Linked DNA regions of Macaca mulatta: region 1 is linked to region 2. Evidence: chromatin contacts called from public Hi-C data. All regions are on one chromosome and are shown on one strand. Each heading gives the region's core, a stretch centred on a gene start, on an enhancer-like site or on the middle of the called end of the contact. The rest is flanking DNA. Distances are from core to core; before and after follow the strand shown. Region 1 holds the start of BAZ2A (bromodomain adjacent to zinc finger domain 2A). Region 2 holds the start of RBMS2 (RNA binding motif single stranded interacting protein 2).

Evidence for each region. A called contact is a pair of places that touch in the nucleus more often than the background predicts.
Region 1: a contact with region 2 is called in a Hi-C map of fetal cortex germinal zone, with 3 times the contacts expected there. The contact joins the promoter of BAZ2A here to the promoter of RBMS2 in region 2. A contact is called at or near these places in 5 of 14 Hi-C or Micro-C datasets (CD4 T cells, cortical neurons, fetal cortex germinal zone and 2 more).

Annotation. Positions count from the first base shown.
Region 1 is chr11:63,814,773-63,818,295 of T2T-MMU8v2.0, reverse strand. BAZ2A (bromodomain adjacent to zinc finger domain 2A) reads left to right here and starts at 2,181. Exons shown (of 30, transcript XM_077954574.1): 1 at 2,181-2,373. ATP5F1B (ATP synthase F1 subunit beta) reads left to right here. Exons shown (of 10, transcript NM_001195494.1): 10 at 134-382. The coding sequence ends at 234.
Region 2 is chr11:63,694,792-63,698,404 of T2T-MMU8v2.0, reverse strand. RBMS2 (RNA binding motif single stranded interacting protein 2) reads right to left here and starts at 2,339. Exons shown (of 13, transcript NM_001266389.2): 1 at 2,240-2,339. The coding sequence starts at 2,305. LOC144332934 (a long non-coding RNA gene) reads left to right here and starts at 1,882. Exons shown (of 4, transcript XR_013401163.1): 1 at 1,882-2,068; 2 at 2,897-3,016.

The DNA of each region.
Region 1 (3,523 bases), core at 932-3,431, 120 kb before region 2:
CCAATTTAAGCTTTCTAAGATGACCTTAAGTCATCACATTCTAACTGATGGCCTCAAGTGGTAAGGAATGTTACACGATGCAGAAAATTGATATCCCTCCACTTCTTACTTTTTTTTTTTCCCCGTCATACAGGTGAATATGACCATCTCCCAGAACAGGCCTTCTATATGGTGGGACCCATTGAAGAAGCTGTGGCAAAAGCTGATAAGCTGGCTGAAGAGCATGCGTCGTGAGGGGTCCTTGTCCTCTGTACTGTCCCTCTCCTTGCCCCTAACCCAAAAAGCTTCATTTATCTGTGTTGGCTGCACAAGAGCCTTGATTGAAGATATATTCTGTCTGAACGGTATTTAAGGTTTCCAATAAAATGTACACCCCTCAGAATTTGTCTGATTCTCTTGGTTCTGACAACATAGTCAACACTCAAGGGTTATGTATTTAGTTTTAGTTTTAGAGACACGGTGTCTGGCTGTGTTGCCAAGACTGGTCTCCGACTCCTGGGCTCCAGATCTCCCACCTCAGTCTCCTGAGTAGCTGGGGCTACAGGTGTATGCAGTCTCACATCACCAGCACTATTTTCAACAATTAGATTTTTAGAGTGGCTATAAGAAGCAGGTTCAGCTTGAAGTGGGCCATGTATGTTTGAAATCGGTGCTTAAAACTAGCCATTCTCTTTTGTTGATGGGCAATCGTACCTCTCATGCGGGGTTTCCTTTGGGTAGTGTGATCTTAGTAGGGCCTCAGTTTGGGGCCTTTAGTTCAATACAAATTGATGGGTTTTTTTTTGGTTTTTTTTTTTTTTTTTGGGCCTCTATTTCATGTGGCACATCCCTACTTCTTGGTTAAAAATAGGTCTTTTTTGAAGGGCATATTGGGAAAAACTCGTTTTAGAAGTAACCGATTTCCAGGGGTTAATCTGAGTTTAATGAATTTTCAAGAAATAGTGATGAATACTGATCTTTGTTAAAATTGAATCAAAATGGTTCTCTACATCTTGGTTAGGCCTTCATGTCTTCAGAAAGCGTACTGAAATACTTCCTGACATTTTGGGCAAGTCTAAATAAAAGTTGCTTGTGATTGCTTGCGGCTATGCAGAGGCATATGAGGCCTAGTTCACCCTCTGTGAAGATCCCTTATGAAAGTCCAGAAAAGAGAATCTCAAGGGAATAGCAATTTTCAGGGTTGCTGGCTTGGGCTTCTAAACTAATGAAGTTAGGTTATTTTCCTTTCATTTTAGCCTACTGAAAGGTGCAGGGGTAGAAGGTGTATTTCACCATTTCAATTTAAAAGAAGCTTGCAAGGTCGGATTGGGTTCCCCTTGTGTTCTTTTCCGGGACCAGACTCATCCTACTGCCCTCTCGCGGTAGCACTGGAGACTCTGCAATAACTCTGATCCCATTTTCAAATCCACGAAGGCCATTTGCTGGGATGTGGCTCTCAGTTAAGGACTGTTTACAGACCAGCTGGGGCTTTTGTCCTGGGGAGGAGCCTGCATCTATAAGCTCCACCCGCTGAGGCCATCAAGTTAGGTAGAAGCTGGGCGGGGACAAGCTGAGCTCCCAATTCAGAGGCCCCTGGGGGCTGAAGGTTGGGGAGGGCTTTTTGGCGCGGCGCCAGGGGTGGAGTAGGGGCCTCTAAGCTTCCTTCCATCTGCCTATGACGTCCTTGGCAGCAGCCTCTCCCGCAGTCTCTACTGTGTCATGATCTGGACAGAAGGTGGAGCCCCTGAGCTGCTTGTGCTGGTAGTTTGCTCCCAGAAAAGCTTGGATTTGGGGAAATGCTGAGTTATGGGGGTGGGGACACTTCCTCTAGGTCCTGACTCTGGAGTGGGTAAGAAGCTGGTAGAAAAAGCCCTAGCGTACAGGTCAGCCCTTTCTGCTTTGTTTTCTCACGTCACCCGATACAGACCTGGGAACTGAAATCCTAAAGGTCTTTTGCATCCCTCCACCCCTTCCCCCCAACACGTTCACGTCCTTCAGCGTTTATCGAGAACCTTCTCCCTCTCAGTAGCTGCAACTATTTATTTCCTTCCCCCTTTGCCCGCCTCTTCTACCACGCCACTGGAGTGTCAACACAGCTCTAACCTTCCTCCATATTTCTCCTGGTCTGCCCTGTCCTCGCCTCCTCCCTCTCTCCACCCAGAGAAGGCCCCGCCCTTCCCTCCTCCCTCCCCACCCAGTCTGTCACACAGGGACATCACCCTACAGCAGTTCAGGCTGTGTGGTTCGCAGGAAGCATACACTGGCTTTTTGATTGTTGCTAGTTCCCAGCTCACAGTTTGGAAGGATCCAACACCAGCCTTCACGTGAAGTGGGGGCCCAAGGACAGTGAGGAGCTGGGTGGTCCCAACCTCGAGCCCTGCCAGCCTGACATGGGTGAGTATGGGGACCAGCCCCGGGGAAGGCCTGAGGGATGCCTACTCCCTCCCTGGCTGACTCAGCAGGGGTGGGGCCTAACCTTTGCTCATTTGGGGGGTGAAGGAGAGGAAACAGGACTCTGGGGGACGGGGGGGAAGGGCTCAGCTGGCGAGGCTGCCGACCACGGGATCCTGAGTATGGGCAAGCCCCAGCTCTAAGTAAGAGCCCCAGACGCACCTTAGGCCAGGGCTTTCCCAACCCCCTCCCCGCCGCCCCGTGGAGGATTGCCCCTGCTCCTCGCCATTTAAGCTGTTGAGATTCAAGGAAATTTTGACAGTACTCACTGCTAGCCCCCATAAAAGTAAAGCCCGCTTTTGGCAGTGCTGGAAGGTCTTGAAAGTACCTCCCCTCCCTCTCATTTTTCTAAGGCCTTTTAAGTCTGCCTTCTCTCCTCCCCCACCTTGACCCACCTTCAGGTGGGGGCTGCACTGAGCAGCTGCTTCCTGTTGCCCCAGGGACTGAAGCAAGGTTGGTGGTGGTTGGGGGAAAACTGAACCAAAGTCGATTCTCGCGGTCCCACATCAGCCTCACTAGGGCTGCTATTGATGGCCCCCACACTACAGTTACTGAGGGCACTGAGTGGGAGGAAGGATTGAGGTTGAGAGGATAGGAGGTTTTTGCCCTCGTAGCTTCCTGATTCCAAATGCCCCACAGCTGTAGGGATGGGGCCCTGAGGAGCTGAAACACGGGGAACCTGTTCACCTAGTAGGGCGCTGCGCGTGACCCCCAGCAGGTTCGGCCTTGAGTTCCCTCTCCTGCATCCCTAGGGGCCTCCTAGGAGCCCATGTAGCTCTCGCTGCCTTCCCCGGCCACCTTTGTGAGGCGGTCTTTGCTGGTGCCCTGGCAGCGCGGGCAGAGCTTTCCCGAGTCCTTCCTTTCGGACCTACCACCATCCCCCACTTCACCGCAGAAGTTTGTCTCTTTCTGGGATCTGTTCTCTTCCTCCCATCTGGGATCCTTCCTGGTTCTGGCCCCTAGGAGACGCCACCCGCTTCCCTCTCCCCCAGTGGATCCTTCGCGACTGCTCTCCTGAGCGGTTGTCCTCACCTCGGTAGCTCCTGCCCCTTTAAGCACCACCTCCTCCCCTCCGCCGCCGCCGGCCCAGGGC
Region 2 (3,613 bases), core at 1,090-3,589:
TATATCTGAACATAACATTGACTTATAAGAACCCAAAGAATTGACAAATATATTAGTAATTAGTAATTATGTATCTACCCAACCTCCCCCACCAATCCCAATAATTCCTGAATTGTCAAACCTTACAGTTATCAGGAAGAGAAGAGATTTCAACCCAAACCCACAACTATACCTCTTGTCCCTTATACTATCCTAGATTTAGAAGCTAGTTAAATTTTTCCTATACTCCAAGGTGGGAGAGGGAGTAGAGAACGAAAAGAGATTTTTAGATAGCTTCAAATACATGAAAACTCTAATAGGGAAGCAATTCATTTTGGGAATTCATTTTATTTTAATGAGTTCTGGGTAACCTGAGAGACTAGGAGGGAAAAAAATCAGGAAAGAAATTTTCACATGGTACTCTACAAGGTTTGAAAAGAATAAAGACACATGAAATATTTCCCTTTCAAATATATATGTATAATATATAATGTATTATCTATACATACATTTGATAAAGGGATGTCAGCATATGTACATATAAACATACATTGATAACCAACAAATACGTATAAACTCATATTTCATTTCTTTTTGAGATGGAGTCTTGCTCTGTCACCCAGGCTGGAGTGCAGTGGCACAATCCTGGCTCACTGCAACCTCCGTCCCCCAAGTTCAAGTGATTCTCCTGCTTCAGCCTCCTGAGTAGCTGGGATTACAGGCGCGTGCCACCAAGCCCAGCAAATTCACCATGTTGACCAGACTAGTCTTGAACTCCTGACCTCAAGTGATCCACCCGCCTTGGCCTCCCAAGTGCTGGGATTACAGGCATAAGCCACTGTGCCCAGCCTCATTTCTTTTTTAAAGTAAATTTCATTGTGTATATTTAAGGTATATAACATGTTATGGGATACATATAGATAGTAGAAAGGTTACTGTAATAAAGTAAATTAATCATCCCACATAGTTACCCCTTTTGTTTCTCTTTGTGGCAAGAGGAGCTAAAGACTGCTTATTTAGCATGAATCCCATATACATACAATTTTATTAACTATGGTCCTCATGTTGTACATTGGATCTCAGGATTTGTTCATCCTACATATCTACTACTTTGTATCCTCCGACCTATAGCTCCCCATTTCCTCTCCCCTCTACCCATATTTCTTTAGGATATAAACAGAATGAGTACCACATAGACTAAGCCCATAAATCAACACTAAGTGTTTTGGGTCTAAACATTTACCCACTGCATTGATCAGACACTTTTGTTTAAATCTACCTGTAATGGTCTCATTGGTACATGAGAAAGCAGCAGGAATTGTTCCTCACCCTCCAACATTCCATTAGATGAGCAAAAGATTCCCTCAATGTCCATGTCACATTTTTTTCTTAAAAGAACAGCTATAACACGAAGAGAGGGTAAAGCGTCTTCTTCCTGCTACAGCATGAAATTCCTCCTAATCAGTATGCTGTGTGCCCTGAAATGCCAGAAACTGCCAAATATATTCCTTGTCAAATATGGACAAGATTGTCCATCTCTCCCCAGATTGCCGAAAGACAGCACAACTCTCAGGCAGCCATGGGTTAATCATAAAGACTCCTAGGGTCACTGCAAAGTCTGGCTATCTGCAGAGCTCCAAGTATCAGCTCAAATGCAAGATCCAAAGTATCACAGCGCTCTGTGCCTTAATCCCAAGGTGCGACGTCTCTCAAGACTCCTTCTCTATAGGCTGGGTGGGGTAGGATCTGTAGTCTAGAAGAATATACGCAGCTCTTGATAAACTGTTGTGGCTTCACTGACTATCTATGATTTCAGCTATCTAATACTACTGCTGGTATGGGTAGGAGGGAAGGTTGGGGAGAGAATGGAAACAGTTAATCAACAAATAAAATAATCTTGTAGGGGGTGGGGTGGACTGGGGGACAGGGTCTGAGATGACATATTATCCTTGTGGAGACTGATACATCAGCAGGAAGTCAAACTAACTTCATTTCATAAGGATACAAACTTGCAAGCTTGATTTGTTTTTAATTCCCCTGTCTTTTCAGGCCTCACAAAGACTGTAAGTTCCTTGAACTCCAGAACCAGGTGAGAAAAGATGCCGAAAGAAGTAGTGGAAAAGGGAGAAGCACGGTGAGGAATTAGGAATCTTGAGAGAGAAATCCCCTTCCCCTCTTTAAAAAGAATGTAAAAACCAAGGGCATTGCCAGATCCCCAGAAAAAGAAGTAGCTAGACACCAAAAAAGCGCTTATCCCTACCTTCTTGTTGTTTCTATTGTAGCCAAAAGTCGAAATCCCAGGCCTGGAAGTCACCGATAGCAGCATTTTCTCTTTAATGTTAGGGAACGAGTGAGAGAGAGCGAGAGAAAGGGAGGGGGTAAGAAAGACGGGGAGGGAGGGAGGAGGGGAGCGAGGGAAAGGGGGAGAGGGAGGGAGGAAAAAAGGGAGGGGGAGGAGAAAGGAGGAGAAAAGGAGCAGGAGGGGAGAGATGAAGGGGGGCTGCGGGCAGAGAATGAGCTCGGGCTGCTCCTTTACGTCACTGAGAGAAGTTAACAGAGTCTGAATGAGGCAGAGGCACTTCGACTGGGTCCTAATGCCCAAGATGTTATTTTTGTTTGTTTTTCACAGTCTCAGGAGTTAAAGCTAGAAAGCAGAGTTCTTAGGTCTAACCCCTTTCAAATTTATCCCCTTTCCTCTATGAACAAGTTCTGATTCTCATATAAAGACAACAAGGGCTTTATTTCCACCCTTAGATCTCAGCTATAAGATTTCAAGCTTGATTTTAAAGGGGCTCCTGAGACATTGCCTTGGAGAACACGTTAAGAAAAAAACCAGAGTTAGAGACAGAGTGTTTGAGATAAGCTCAGGGCTTCCCCTACTTTACATTTACAGTGATTTTTTTTTTTTTTTTTTTAGACAAAGTTTTACTCTGTCACCCAGGCTGGAGTGCAGCGGTGCAATCCTGGATCTGGCTCACTGCAACCTCCACCTTCCGCAATTCTCCTGCCTCAGCTTCTCGAGTAGCTGGGATTACAGGTACCCACCACCACATCCAGCTGATTTTTGTATTGTTTAGTAGGGATGGGGTTTCGCTATGTTGGACAGGCTGGTCTCGAACTCCTGACCTCAAGTGATCTGCCCACTCAACCTCCCAAAGTGCTGGGATTACATGCGTGAGCCACCACACCTAGCCCATTTGCAGTGATCTTAATATACAAAGGAACAAACAGAGGAACACACCAAAGAGCAGAGCTAAGCAAAACAGAGTATGGGGTATAACTAGTTTCAGATTCTTAGATCTGTTTCTCTTGGCTCATACCAATGGGCTGATGCCCCTCACCCCTATTTCAGATTCTCCAAGGAATGATCAAACTGGACTATATCATGAAACTTGGGGCCTAGGCATTTCTTTAACAATTGCAGGCTATCTTATTTAACACTTTACCCTACTATTTCCTCCTCTTTAAGATCCATGAAACTGAAACAATTATAGTAACTCACCAAACCTGGAATTTATGTCTAAATTGATGTCCACAGTTGGGATATCTGCTTCGAGTTGTCTTTGAGCTGTCAAAAAAACCCCAAAAAAACAAAAAAAAAACCTACTTAAAAAGCATATGCTTCAAACAGAAT